2 separate regions of the Triticum aestivum genome follow, and region 2 is linked to region 1. The links are chromatin contacts, called in public Hi-C maps. All regions are on one chromosome and are shown on one strand. Each heading gives the region's core, a stretch centred on a gene start, on an enhancer-like site or on the middle of the called end of the contact. The rest is flanking DNA. Distances are from core to core; before and after follow the strand shown. Region 1 holds the start of LOC123103882. Region 2 holds the start of LOC123103883 (endoribonuclease Dicer homolog 4).

Evidence for each region. Hi-C and Micro-C count contacts between places; a contact is called where the count stands out from the background.
Region 2: a contact with region 1 is called in a Hi-C map of leaf, with 9 times the contacts expected there. The contact joins the promoter of LOC123103883 here to the promoter of LOC123103882 in region 1. A contact is called at or near these places in 4 of 5 Hi-C or Micro-C datasets (leaf and an unstated tissue) and 1 of 1 datasets of contacts at active chromatin or transcription factors (leaf).

Annotation. Positions count from the first base shown.
Region 1 is chr5A:442,107,801-442,114,555 of IWGSC CS RefSeq v2.1, forward strand. It overlaps LOC123103882, which reads right to left and starts at 2,379. Exons shown (of 1, transcript XM_044525575.1): 1 at 753-2,379. The coding sequence starts at 2,261. The coding sequence ends at 1,017.
Region 2 is chr5A:442,452,267-442,459,021 of IWGSC CS RefSeq v2.1, forward strand. LOC123103883 (endoribonuclease Dicer homolog 4) reads right to left here and starts at 3,738. Exons shown (of 6, transcript XM_044525579.1): 1 at 3,594-3,738; 2 at 777-875; 3 at 430-610. The coding sequence starts at 851. It also overlaps the pseudogene LOC123103885.

The DNA of each region.
Region 1 (6,755 bases), core at 1,129-3,628:
TACTGCACATCACTGAAAGAATGGCGATGATTAGGATTTCGCAACTACTGCTCATCACTGAAAGAATGATGATGATTGGGGTTTTTTTTCTTTCTAAAGAAGAATAGGACCTGACCTCGACGCACAACACTCTAATTAAGAAAAACCCCAACCTCTTCCACTACGCAAGAGCATTTGCGAATACCTTCCACCATGCAAGAGCATTTGAGAACACATCATATTCATATGGCCCCTTGGCATGTTAATGCTCCATGACAGCACGCCAAGAGTTGCGTATGCGGCACCTTGTTTTGCTGCAGCACTCATTAGCCTAGCCAAGCCCCTCCACCCACAGCATTGTCGTTGTTTAATCCAAAACCATAACCACCAGCTCCAACTAATTAGTAGCAAGGCTCCCTCCCTCGGGAATAACCAGCAAGCAATGACGATCCAGCGGAGCACCAGCATGTAGATGTCTCAATCTAAACAGCCCGGCTCTTGTCACCTATCACCCCATGATTGGGGATCGAATTTGTTGGCTTCTGATAACAGCCGACCATATGCTCCCTCTCTGTATCCCTTTTCAGCTAGTGGTGGCACGGGAGACATGGAACGGGAGCCCCTAAGCGTAGCGGCAAATTATTCCGAGTGAAGACATGTAACCACTACTTGGTCGTTCTAATCATCGTTGGATTAAGAAGATCGTTTTCAAAGTCCGCAGTGGCATACCTAATCGACCAACCGGCCGGAGAAATGATTAACAGAATCCAATCCAGCAATATGCCACCTAAATTTTGAATTTGACAGAACACAGGTCGTAATATGGTTCGTCTAGCTGTTGAAAATCCTTGGCTATTGATGTAATGAACAATTTTTGGTCAGCCGAGCACGCAAAACTGCACACGAACATTGCTCGGAGGACAGCTGCAACTTACAACAATCGGGAGGGAAGCTCCCGCTGAATGAAGAACCAATCATCAAATGTAACAATGCCGGCCGGCCGGCCGCTTCCGCCGGAGCCGTCGTGGCAGCCATTACTAGCTCTTCCAGGCGTAGACGAGGAGCGAGAAGCCGTCGCCGCGGTGCAGCTCGGCCTCCTCGGGGCTGGCCCAGTCCATGACCGTCGAGCTGCTCGCCCACGAGGCCGAGGAGGATGCGATGGATGCTGACGACGACGAGCTTGCCTTGGCCAGCCTCCGCGCCTGCCCCCTCTTCCTCCGGTTCTCCCCATTGCTGCTGGTCTCGCTCCAGTCCCCTCTGCCCCATCTCCCTAGGTAGCCTGACAAGACGCCGGCGCCGCCTCTCCTGGCCTTGTCGAGCAGCTCCTTCTCCTTGGCCTCTGCGGTGTCGCGCTCTTCGCCGGCGGCGGTGTCGCCCAGCTCAAATCGGAAGACGAACACGGCGTGCGCGGGCGGGGACGCCGCGGCGAGGACGGAGGCGGCGTCTGTGAGGGCCGGCTCGCGCGCGGAGAAGAGCCAGTTGTGGAGGTCCCAGGAGACCTGGACCCGGTCGCCGCCGCCGAGGTCAACCTTCTCGCTGCCGCGGAACTTCCAGCGCAGGCGGCGGATGTGGAGCACGCGCTCGCCGTCCACGGAGACCGACAGGCCGACCTCCGCCTTGTCCTTCTCCTTGTCCATTTCCCTGTCCTTGCCGTGCCCGCGCGAGACGAGATCCAGCGAGATCTCCCGCTCCTTGCCGCGGACTTTGACGCAGGTCTTGTGCCCGCGGCCATGGCCCCCGTCGCGCATGGACACGTGCTCGCGCCGGGAGACGAGGACGTGGCCGGGGCCCGTCGGCCGCTGGGCCTTGGTCTTCCGGTACGCCTCCTCCGCCATGTCCCCGGCCACGACCGCCATCTCGCCGTCGACCACGACGGCGACGAAGTAGCCGGACGACGGCTCGGGCGAGCCGGGGGAGGCGAACCGCGCGCGGGTGAGGTCCCAGGCGAGGTCGATCCGGCGGTCGTGCACATGGAAGCGCTTGGACCCGCGGCGCCGCCAGAAGAGCCAGGGGCGGACGCGCACCGCGATGGTGGCCTCCTCGTCGAACTCCGGGCCGTCGTCGTAGCAGCCGTAGTCGGAGGCCGAGGAGGAGGAGGCGAGCGCCCCGACGCGGAGCACGGCCCGGAGGCTGAGGCCGAACGCGGCGCGCGACCAGGAGAGCGCCGCCAGGCCGAGGCGGGTCTCGTAGACGGAGGTGGCGAGGCTGGGCCCCGCCCCGGCGCCGGAGCCCGACGCCGCGGCCGGCGAGGCGCGGAAGAAGGCCGGGATCGCGTTCGGCATCGCGCGGGCGCGGGCACGGCTGCGGCGCCGGTGCCTCGGCTGGGGGACGGAAATGGGGTAGCTTTTTGGGGAATTTCTCGCTTCGATTTGGGAGAGGGAGGGGAGACTGCCAGACTGGGGGTTGGACTGGACCGGCTAGGCCGCGAGGCGGGAGGTAAATATAACTCTGCCGCGGTGGGGTTACGGCGCGGTGACGGGACTCCGGCTGGTGGGACCCGGACACGTTGGACCCAGCTGGGTGTGGGGCCGCGCGACCGTGCCAGTTGCCAGTATGCTGCGACTACTCTGGTTTGGACCGGGCTGAGGAGGGCTCTCATCCTCTCGTGCTCGTTTTATGTTTTTTCCAACAAGAGAAAATTTAAATTATTATCTTCATCTTTGATACGAATGAATTTGTGTATGGTGTTCATATCACTGTCGTACATGAATGCCAATGGCATTATTCAACGGGCGGATACGGTTGGGCCTCGTAAGTTAAGTTTGTGTTCCGTCTATCAGGATAAATACAGTTGTGTCAACTTAAATAGAGTTGCGAGGAGCTTGTTTGTCAACTGGACATAAGAAGGGTATTACTTTTGCACATGACTAGGGCTGGGTAACGTACTATAGGAAATCAAACGGATAAAAATATGCATACAATATGTAAACATGACATGAGATTCTCTCATTTCTTGAAACCGAAAGAACTTCTATATATCAAACCGCTATTTTGAGTGATGATCCATTTTAACCGTTGGCAATGAGAATAAGGAGAAGAAGACGCACAAGAAGAAGCCCTTCTTAAAAGATGGGAACTACTTCCTCCATTCGGAATTACATCCTTTGAGCGTCAACTGACGGATACATCCATTTGAGCGTCAACTAATTTTGGATGGAGGAAGTATACAAGAATAGGAAAGCAAAGATTTTCATTGGCCAAGAGTACACCTCTCACGATTATAATACTCAAGAAGTAGGGCATGTGGCACGATAGACGTTTGACTACTCTTCGTCTGAGCCCACAACCCTCTTTGAGTTTGACTATTCCAATGAAAGAGCGCTGACCATAGATGCCTCATGCCTAGAGACAGAAGGGACATCCTTCATTTAACCCCCTAGGCTTCACTCATTCATCTCCTATGCCTCCAAACATATTGTGGGATGTCAGTGTCGAAGGATGGCGCGAGGATGGTATTGCTACTACACGCGGCAAGGTCTTTAAAAGATTATGTGATCTCTTGGCTTCCCTTCGGTAATGTAACGAGTACAATGAGAAAGCGGAAGAACTTATCATCAAGGAAAACAAGAATGCGAAACTCCTTGAATATAATCTCCACGCATAGCAAAATAACAATGAAACTCTTGAAGTGGATCTCTGGATATAGATAAACTCTTGAGAGAGCTAGTGGTGGCTAATGGTTTCAAAATAAGAGGGTGGCCTTGCTCATGCTCAAAACACTGAGGATTTCGAACATATTGACAATGGCTACAATCTAGTGAAGGGTGATCTCATCAAACTTACCAATTCACTACTCACAAGAAGCTCCTAGCCACCCTAGCACTACTCTGGTTTGGACCGGGCTTGGATGGTGAGGAGTGTTCTCATCCTCTCATGCTCGTTTTATGTTTTTTCCAACAAGAGAAAATTTAAATTATTATGTTCATTTTGATAATGAATGAATTCGTGTCTCGTGTTCACATCACCATCGTACATGGATGTCAATGGAATTATTCAATGGGCGGATAGGGTTGAGCCTCGAAAGTTAAGTTTGTGTTCCATCTATCAAGTTGAATAGAGTTGTGTCAACTTACATACAGTTGTGAGGAGCTTGTTTGTCAACTGGACATGAGGTGGGTATTATTTTTGCACATGACTAGGGCTGAAGTGCCCATTATAATCCTGCAGAGTAACGGCTTATCGCAAATCAACCCGACAAGATATGCACACAACATGTAAACATGACATAAGATTCTCTCATTTCTTGAAACCGAAAGAACTTCTATATCTCGATATCTCGAACCGCTAATATGATTGATGATCCATTTTGATCATTGGCAATGAACAAGGACAGAAGACTTACAAGAAGAACGGAAATTAAATTCAGTGTCCGGGCTCATCTACACCCGGTGAACAGTACATAATTAAAAAAACAATTTCTTTGGTGGTGGAAGATGCTCAAATGCACGATCCTCGTGCAAAGTTTGGGGGTGTTTGGACATTTGAGGAGCTCATGGTAAAAATACAAAATCAAGCGTGAACAGTGATGTTTTCAAAAGTTTTTCAGATACCCGAAATTTGTCTTTTTTGCTATGACCTTCTTGCATGGGCATCACGCACACGAGCATCTTGCACCATATTTTTTTATTGTTTAAAGCAATTTCACTGTTCACACATGGGCTCTGCGCCCTTACTAAAGGATGGGAACTATACAAGAAGGGGGGGGGGGTCAAAGACTTTCATTGGTCTAGGAGTACAACTCTCACAACTAATACTGAAGAAGCAGAGCATGTGATAGGATAGACGTTTGACTACTCTTCTTCTGAGCCCACCTCCCTCTTCAACTTTGACTAGTCCATCGAATCGACGCCAACAATATATGCATAATAGCGAGACAGTCGAAGGTACATCCTTTATTTAATACTCTAGCCTTCACTCACTCATCTCCTATGCCTCCAAACATATCGTGTGATGTTAATGTCAAAGGATGACGGTAGTGAGGATGATATTGCTACAATATGTGAAGAGGCCTTTAAAATATTCTGTGATCACTTGGCCTCCCCTTGGTAATGTAATGAGTACATTGAGAAAGTGAAAATCCTTATCAGCAAGGAAAACAAGAATGTGAAACTCTTTGAATATAATCTCCACGCATAGCAAGATAAGAAGGAAACTCTTGAAGTGGATCTCTAGATATAAGTAAACTCTTGAGAGATATCCATGAAGGAAATATACCCTAGAGGCAATAATAAAGTTATTATTTATTTCCTTATATCATGATAAATGTTTATTATTCATGCTAGAATTGTATTAACCGGAAACATAATACATGTGTGAATACATAGACAAACATAGTGTCACTAGTATGCCTCTACTTGACTAGCTCGTTGATCAAAGATGGTTATGTTTCCTAACCATAGACATGAGTTATCATTTGATTAACGGGATCACATCATTAGGAGAATGATGTGATTGACATGACCCATTTCGTTAGCTTAGCACTTGATCGTTTAGTTTGTTGCTATTGCTTTCTTCATGACTTATACATGTTCCTATGACTATGAGATTATGCAACTCCCGTTTACCGGAGGAACACTTTGTGTGCTACCAAACGTCACAACGTAACTGGGTGATTATAAAGGTGCTCTATAGGTGTCTCCGAAGGTACTTGTTGGGTTGGCGTATTTCGAGATTAGGATTTGTCACTCCGATTGTCGAAGATGTATCTCTGGGCCCTCTCGGTAATGCACATCACATAAGCCTTGCAAGCATTGCAACTAATAAGATAGTTGCGGGATGATGTATTACGAAACGAGTAAAGAGACTTGCCGGTAACGAGATTGAACTAGGTATTGAGATACCGACGATCAAATCTCAGGCAAGTAACATACCGATGACAAAGGGAACAACGTATGTTGTTATGCGGTCTGACGGATAAAAGATCTTCATAGAATATGTAGGAGCCAATATGAGCATCCAGGTTCCGCTATTAGTTATTTACCGGAGACATGTCTCGGTCATGTCTACATTGTTCTTGAACCCGTAGGGTCCGCACGCTTAACGTTACGATGACAGTTTCATTATGAGTTTATATATTTTGATGTATCGAAGGTTGTTCGGAGTCCCGGATGTGATCACGGACATAACGAGGAGTCTCTAAATAGTCGAGACATAAAGATTGATATATTGGACGACTATATTCGGACACAGGAATGGTTCCGGGAGTTATCGGATATAAAACAGAGTACCGGGGGTTACCGGAACCCCCCCGGGGGTTAATGGGCCTCATGGGCCCAAAGTGGAGCAGAGGAGGGGCGGCCAGGGCAGGCTGCGCGCCCCCTCCCCCTCTAGTCCGAATTGGACAAGGAGGGAGGGGCGGCGCCCCCCCTTTCCTTTCTCTCCTCTCTCCCTTCCTTCCCCCTCTCCTAGTTGGACAAGGAAAGGAGGGAGTCCTACTCCCGGTAGGAGTAGGACTCCTCCCTGGCGCGCCTCCTCCTGGCCGCCTGCCCCTCCCCCTTGCTCCTTTATATACGGGGGCAGGGGGCACCTCTAGACACAACAATTGATCCTTGAGATCTATTAGCCGTGTGCGGTGCCCTCCTCCACCATAATCCTTGATAATATTGTAGCGGTGCTTAGGCGAAGCCCTGCAATGGTAGAACATCAAGATCGTCACCACGCCGTCGTGCTGACGGAACTCTTCCCCGACATTCTGCTGGATCGGAGTCTGGGGATCGTCATCGAGCTGAACATGTGCTAGAACTCGGAGGTGCCGTAGTTTCGGTGCTTGATCGGTC
Region 2 (6,755 bases), core at 2,488-4,987, 350 kb after region 1:
TTATTCCAAATCTTGTGTGGTAGTTTGTGTGTTCCTAATCTGGCTAATGACTGATGTCAATTACTTCCATGAACGCGTGATTAATTAGGGGCAGTTTTGGGGAAATAAGAAGGCCAGTTCTCTTCTATCATTCATTAATCTACACGCCCAGAAAATTACGCCCACTTTTTACGATCAGAGGGAGTACATATACAGATGAGGAGGTTATAAGATCATCCAGTCTCTCATTATATAGGCAGCAATAAGTTATTCAAATTTTCCATTCAAGTACATTGATATCTAAATTTTGGCTAACACAACCATACTTAAGAGATATAACTCTTTGTCCATCTTATTTAAAGGCTGTATTGATTATTCTGAAATCAATCAGATTTAACAGTGGCTAAAAGAATCATGAGAAGAATTAAAAAAGATAAGAATTTCAAATACCAAGAACATGCCCCTCACTGCAACCATTTGCTTCACCATTGCTCAGCACAACACAAGCAGACTCTTTTGGTGAAGGATCACCATGCCCTTTATTCTCACTCTCAATGGCGAGTTCAGTTTCCTGCTGCGGTTGGGCAACACACCCTGTAGCTTTGGGCTTTTTGTGCGTGCATAACACCTCCTACAAGTAAAACTATTAGGACCATTCAAACAAAAATTGATTTTTTTGTGAATTACATAAAAAATTCTTCTAGCTGATGAAAGAAGAGAGAAACCCAAGATACAACCGATGTGCTCAAAGGGAAGATGGAAAAGAAATGAATGCAAGAGATGTTGTCATCTTTTACCTTTTCTTCCAACTCCTTCTCCGTTCTTGTATTGATCGGCATGATACTAGGCTCCTGGTACACAGGCGGCACCATAAACACTGAGCGGAAAGGAGTCACCTAACAAAAGTTACAAAAGTACTGGTAATTTGGTATATACTTCTATGAAAATGATTTCTTGAACATTGTACCGTAAACTGAGTAGAAGAAGAGCATTTATCAACTGATAATTTTACCCAAAAAATCTGCTCTATTATGGACATTAATTACGATAAACTAGATCGAATCTGAAAGATTGCGATCCAATCAGGGATATCGCGTTGTGAAGCTTCGATCGAGAGCTACATGAGCGAGAGGAATCAGGGCTCCACCTGAGGGAGCGGCAGGGAATACCGGAATAGAGGACGGAGACCGGGATCGATTGGAATTGAGCACGAGCTGCGCGTGCGGTGGGAGGAGAGAAACTAAACCTAGGGCTATGCAACTCGAATTCCCATGGGGCCATAGTCCACTATATATACACATACATGTGAGGGAAATATGCAGAAAGCCCCTTATACAACAGGGAAAATACAAAGACTATACATGGCCACAAATATAACTTTGGAGAATTAGGTAATGCACATTAACTAACAACTGGTCCAGATATATGGCTCCAGAAAGCATATACCACAAGTGAGCATGACGCTGTATAAAAGACAGGATCCATTGTGTGGCACCTAAGCCAACCCTACGGAAATTTTGGCGAAGATGGCATGTTATGTTGGGAAAGTTCTATGAGGATCTTTCACAAAATCAAACAGCGAAAATAGAAGACAAAGTTTTAAGGTGTTAAGAGTAAGGTGTTAAGACAGTGATAATTGCAGAAATACAGTTAGGCGTTCATGATCTGTATGGAACAAACCATTACAAGCTTTTTGTTGAACAAAGATGTAAAAGGTAGTCTGGGAAATGGGCACCAACCTCGCCATTCTTATGTGCTTGTAAATACATACCATAAAAGTTATCACACTACGAGTCGCCAATGTTACTTGGTTCAAGCAGCCTCTAGAACAAATTCTAACTATGACAATCTGTCACGCAATTATTAGTCTGCAATCTTGAACACCCCTCCTAGTCTAAAGACCGTCAATCTTCCAGATCATTATTTCAAGTCAATCAAGGGCACTACACTACACTTTTCCCCTAAGAAAAAGAAGATGGCTTATTCCAATCTGACTCGCTAACACTAACGCTGCACTGGAGCAGATACTGAACTATCAACCGTGGCATGTACAAGATCAGAAACTGTTGTGCAAACACAACGCAGAAAGTGGATGATTGTTCTGGAGTCTCAAGTGAGCGCTTACCCGCAACGAAATGTAGGACCGCGCGATGCTCCCGGAGGCCGCAAGCGTGCGGGAGGGGGGCGTCGGGTTGGGAACCGCGTTTGGGGCCGGGGCCGGTCTCGGGGACGCCGGCCGCAGGGCACCGGATCGAAGCTCGCGCGAGTTGGAGAGGGAGAATATTTAGTTCTCTTTGGGGCTGCAGCCTAGATCTCGCTGGGGAGAGGAGATGGGGCGGCCGGCCGGTGGCATTCATCCAAATCCGCCAGGGAGCCCTTGGCCGTGCGCCTCTAGGATCACAGGAGGGGGAGGTTCGCGGCGGCGGCGGAGGAGAGGAGGCGCCGGAGCTTGGGGCAGCCGCGGGAGCATGGGCGGGCCGCCATGGGAGGGTTTAAGGGGACGAGCGGCGAGGAAGAAGACAAGGGCAAAAGGAAAAAAGATCGAATAATGGAAAGGCTAACTTTTTTTTTTGAGGGAATGGCAAAAGGCTGACGAAAAGGCAAAGCGCTCTGTCCCCCACAGGCCCGCAGCCGAAAGATTCCGAGTTCTGGGCCAGTGGAACTGGGTAAACCTGGCCCAACAATAACAGCCCATGAGACTAGTGTTAAGTGTTAATGCCGAGCGGCCCGTCACAGGAAGCAAAAGCACTGGGGTGGTGGCTGATCGGCGACGGGAGGGAATGGCGACGGAGTTGGACTCCGGTGGCGGCTCGAAGAGGCGGCGGACGGGCGAGGGAGGGGAGCGAGCGCATCCAGGCGCGGGGGCGGCGGCGGAGGACCGTATTTCGTCGCTGCCGGAGGCGCTGCGGCTGCACATCCTCGGCCTCCTCCCGTTCAAATCCGCCGTTCGCACGGGCGCGCTCTCCACCGGGTGGCGCGCGCTCTGGGCGCACCGCTGGCCGGCGCCCTCATCGCTCGACCTCCGACTCAAGACCCACGCGCCCCCGGCGCCGATCCTCGAGTCCCTGGAGCGGCGCGGCCGGCGGCGCCTCGACCGGCTCTCCCTGACGTTCCAGATCGGCAAGGGGGACCTCGAGCCCGACGGCGTCCACCGGATCCTGGACTACGCCGCCGACCTCCACGTGGACTTCGCCCACCGGGCCCTGGGCTTCATTTTCAAGCTCCGCCTCCCGCGGGGCGACGCCCACCTCACGCGCCTCACCGTCGGCGGCATCCGCGTCGGCCTCTCCAAGCCCTTCTGCGCCCGCTCCCACACCTTCTCCGTCCTCGAGGTCATCTACCTCGACGGCGTCACGCTCTCCGACCACACCGTCGAGAACCTGGTCGCCGCGTGCCCCCTCCTCCGCACCCTCGACCTGCGCTACTGCGACGGCCTCGATTTCGTCAACCTCGAGGCCGCCGGGCCGCACCTGAGGAGCCTCACCGTCGCGGAGTGCGGAGGGGTGAGAGACATTTGTACCATGGAGGCGCCCAGCCTTCGCTCCTTCCGCTACAGCGGCTCCTACATCCGCGCCCTGACAATCCCTGCCACCTGCGCGCTCGCCGACCTTTACCTATGCTTCGGCGGACCTGCCGGTCGCCTCCGGCCTCTCGGCACCCCACTCTGTTTCGATTTTGCTTGGCCTGCAGGGGTGCCAAGAAATTGGCTTCAGGCACTCACCAACCTCTCAAGCCTCACCGTGCTTACCCTCTGCAGCAGTGCCCTGCGGGTTCGTTGCTTACTGCATTCCATTCCATTCCATCGATTTAATTGCATTACTCAGCTACTCATTGGTCATAGACTTCTTTGCAGAGAGTGTCTGCCAAGGCTCGTGAGAGATCACTAACCAAAAGTGGTGCCGCGTCGTGCAAATTGAGGAATTTGAGAGAGCTGCAGCTGCTGATGTTTGCAATGTACAACAGCAGCCTGGATGACATTTACGTTTTCATGGTGGCCTGCTGCCCCCCTCTTTTAGAGAGGCTGTTTGTGCAGGTGAAGATACTAGAGTGCAAGATGACCTTGGTTGCTAAACAGATTGCACTATGGCCATTAGGGATGCATTTATTTAATACACATTGTACGACATGGATTTTTAGGACATGGTTCCACGCGAGGATCATATCTGGACCATTAGTTTTGCCTTTAAGATCTGTGATTAATATAGCATTTAATAAATACGAGATATATACATCATGGATATACAACAGATACCAAAATGAATACATTATAGTGGGCCAGGACACTTTAGTGCTAACAAATGTGTCGCAGGCAACTCTGTCACATTTCCACCTACCACTCTCAGTCTCATGCGTCTCTCTTTCCCGTGGTCGTCACATGTAAACTGTACTGATGTGTTCGTGAGCGTGTGGCTGATTCATTATGAGACGTTTAAGGAAACAAAACAGTAACAGAAGCAGCTAACCATCATACATTATGTGCGAACTATTACATTTGGCAACAATTAAGATAAACGGGAGGTAGCTGGTATATTTCATGCGACATATTATGTTTAGTACGAGCAACTTAATTAGTGCACTACAACTTAAAATGGATTAGTATATTTTTTTATTACTTCTCTAGCCTAGCTAGGATCCTCGGACAGAACAACATCTCCAAATCGTCAGTACTACTCCCATTCTCAATGGTTTACTCTCACACATGGCAGCTCGAGATTAGGAATTTTGCTAAAGAAACACAATACAGCTGCATTCAGATCTTCCATATCTGTGTGCTAGAGGTGCTAGAGGAGCTGGTGAACTGCTGTGAGACACTGAGCCATTGGTAGAATGGAGACTTCCCCTTTCATGCATGGAACGAGAGACAGAGAGAGAGAGAGAGAGAGAGAGTCTACATCTCCATTTTGTTTCTAAAAGAAGCTCCACAAATAGTATAAAATGTTTTTAGTAACTTTAAGATGATAAGTTCAGTTGGGAATAACTGATTTTTTGTTTGGTAATCTTCATACTACAAATACCAAAACACTTATTATAATAAACAAATTATACCGCATGGTACATGGAAAAAACATTCCGCACAATAGTACAATTTCAGGTTTAGTAATCTTCATAAACAAGTAAAGTGACAAAGTGGTAGTGTGAAATTTTTGCGTGGCCATACAAATTCTGGAGCTACAACGACTAGATGCTGAAAGTCAAGGATGCGTGAGGGTTGGCAGCTCGCTGGTTTAATGCGTGAGGGTTGGCAGCTCGCTGGTTTAATGCGTGAGGGCTCGGTTCAATGCCCCTCCCCTGCCTTGCATGCCATTTACTGTGCAAAATACACGGCAACACCGAGTGGTTATACGAGTGGTTAAAATCCTTATACGGCTCACGCGTATTCAAACTGCACGAATCACGCGAGGACATGCGGTGTGGATACCAGACGCGCGTGGCCGCATGTCCACTCGCGATTATTCGCACATTGTATTGTATACTTTCTCTTGCTGTGCTTTACTTCTTCCTAATGCTTACTATGCTCTGTTGCAGCTTCCAACAAATAGTCACTATTATAGACTGGGCTCAGAACCATCAGAATCAGAGGAAGAGCTACTAGAGGAAAATGGGCCAGTGGAGGAGCTGCGGGGAGAAGAGGCACCTGAGGAAAATGGGCCAGAGGAAGAGCTACCAGAAGAGGAAGATGAGCTTCAGGAGGAGCTACTAGAGGGAGAGCTGGCAGAAGAGGAAGATGAGCTTCAAGACAAGCTGCCAGAGGGAGAGCTATCAGAAGAGGAAGATGAGCTTCAAGACGAGCTGCCAGAGGGAGAGCTATCAGAAGAGGAAGATGAGCTTCAAGACGAGCTGCCAGAGGGAGAGCTATCAGAAGAGGAAGATGAGCTTCGAGACGAGCTGCCAGAGGGAGAGGCGTCGGAGGAAAATCAGTCAGAGGAAGACTGGTCAGATGAAGAGCTATCTGATGGAGGGCAATCAGAGGAAGAGCCAGTAGAGGGTTGCCTTGAGAACCTTAAGTTGCTCAAGATGACGAATTTCAAGGGGGGTGACAATGAGATGAGGCTACTAAGATTTGTGTTGAGGAACTCTACTAGTCTCAACCAACTGCTGCTATTTACATCGAAGAGTGATCGACCAGAGTGGCTCCAGAAGGATTATCTGGATACATCCGATATTCTTGAAACAAAAATATTGCCTCTCCAAAAAGCCCTACCAAATTGCCAGATAATTCTCGGTGAGTCTGATGGTGATGCAATTCAGGCATTTCATCGGGAGGCCTTTGTCGACGTCTAGTTAGTTTTTCGCTAGCATAGTCTTACAAAATAATTTGAAATATCAAAGGCTAGCAACTGCTGGGCAAGATATGCATGGTTCGGTGTTTCTGTATTCCGTGAAGGATTATGGATAACTGGTGTAGTCTTATACTCTGCAGTCTGCACTCTGCACCTTAGCTATCTGAAATATCACTTTTTACTTCCATGTCTATTAATGTTATTGCCTTGCTGGTGTTTTCTACAAACATACTGACTTGAGTACAACAGCTGAACAAGAAAGTCTTGCAAATACTCTAGAATACTGAGACTTGTATGCGCTATATTTGTACTCTTCAATCTTCATGTAGCAGTAGTATACTGATATTATCGGTTTTTGCAGCGTTACTTTTTTCCTTGTCAATTGCCATTGTCCCTTTCTTTTTACTAATATTAACGGGTCGCTCCCTTTAGGCTTGAAGATTAAATGATTATTGTGTTGAAGTCATAAGAAAACCTGATTATGAACAGAAATCA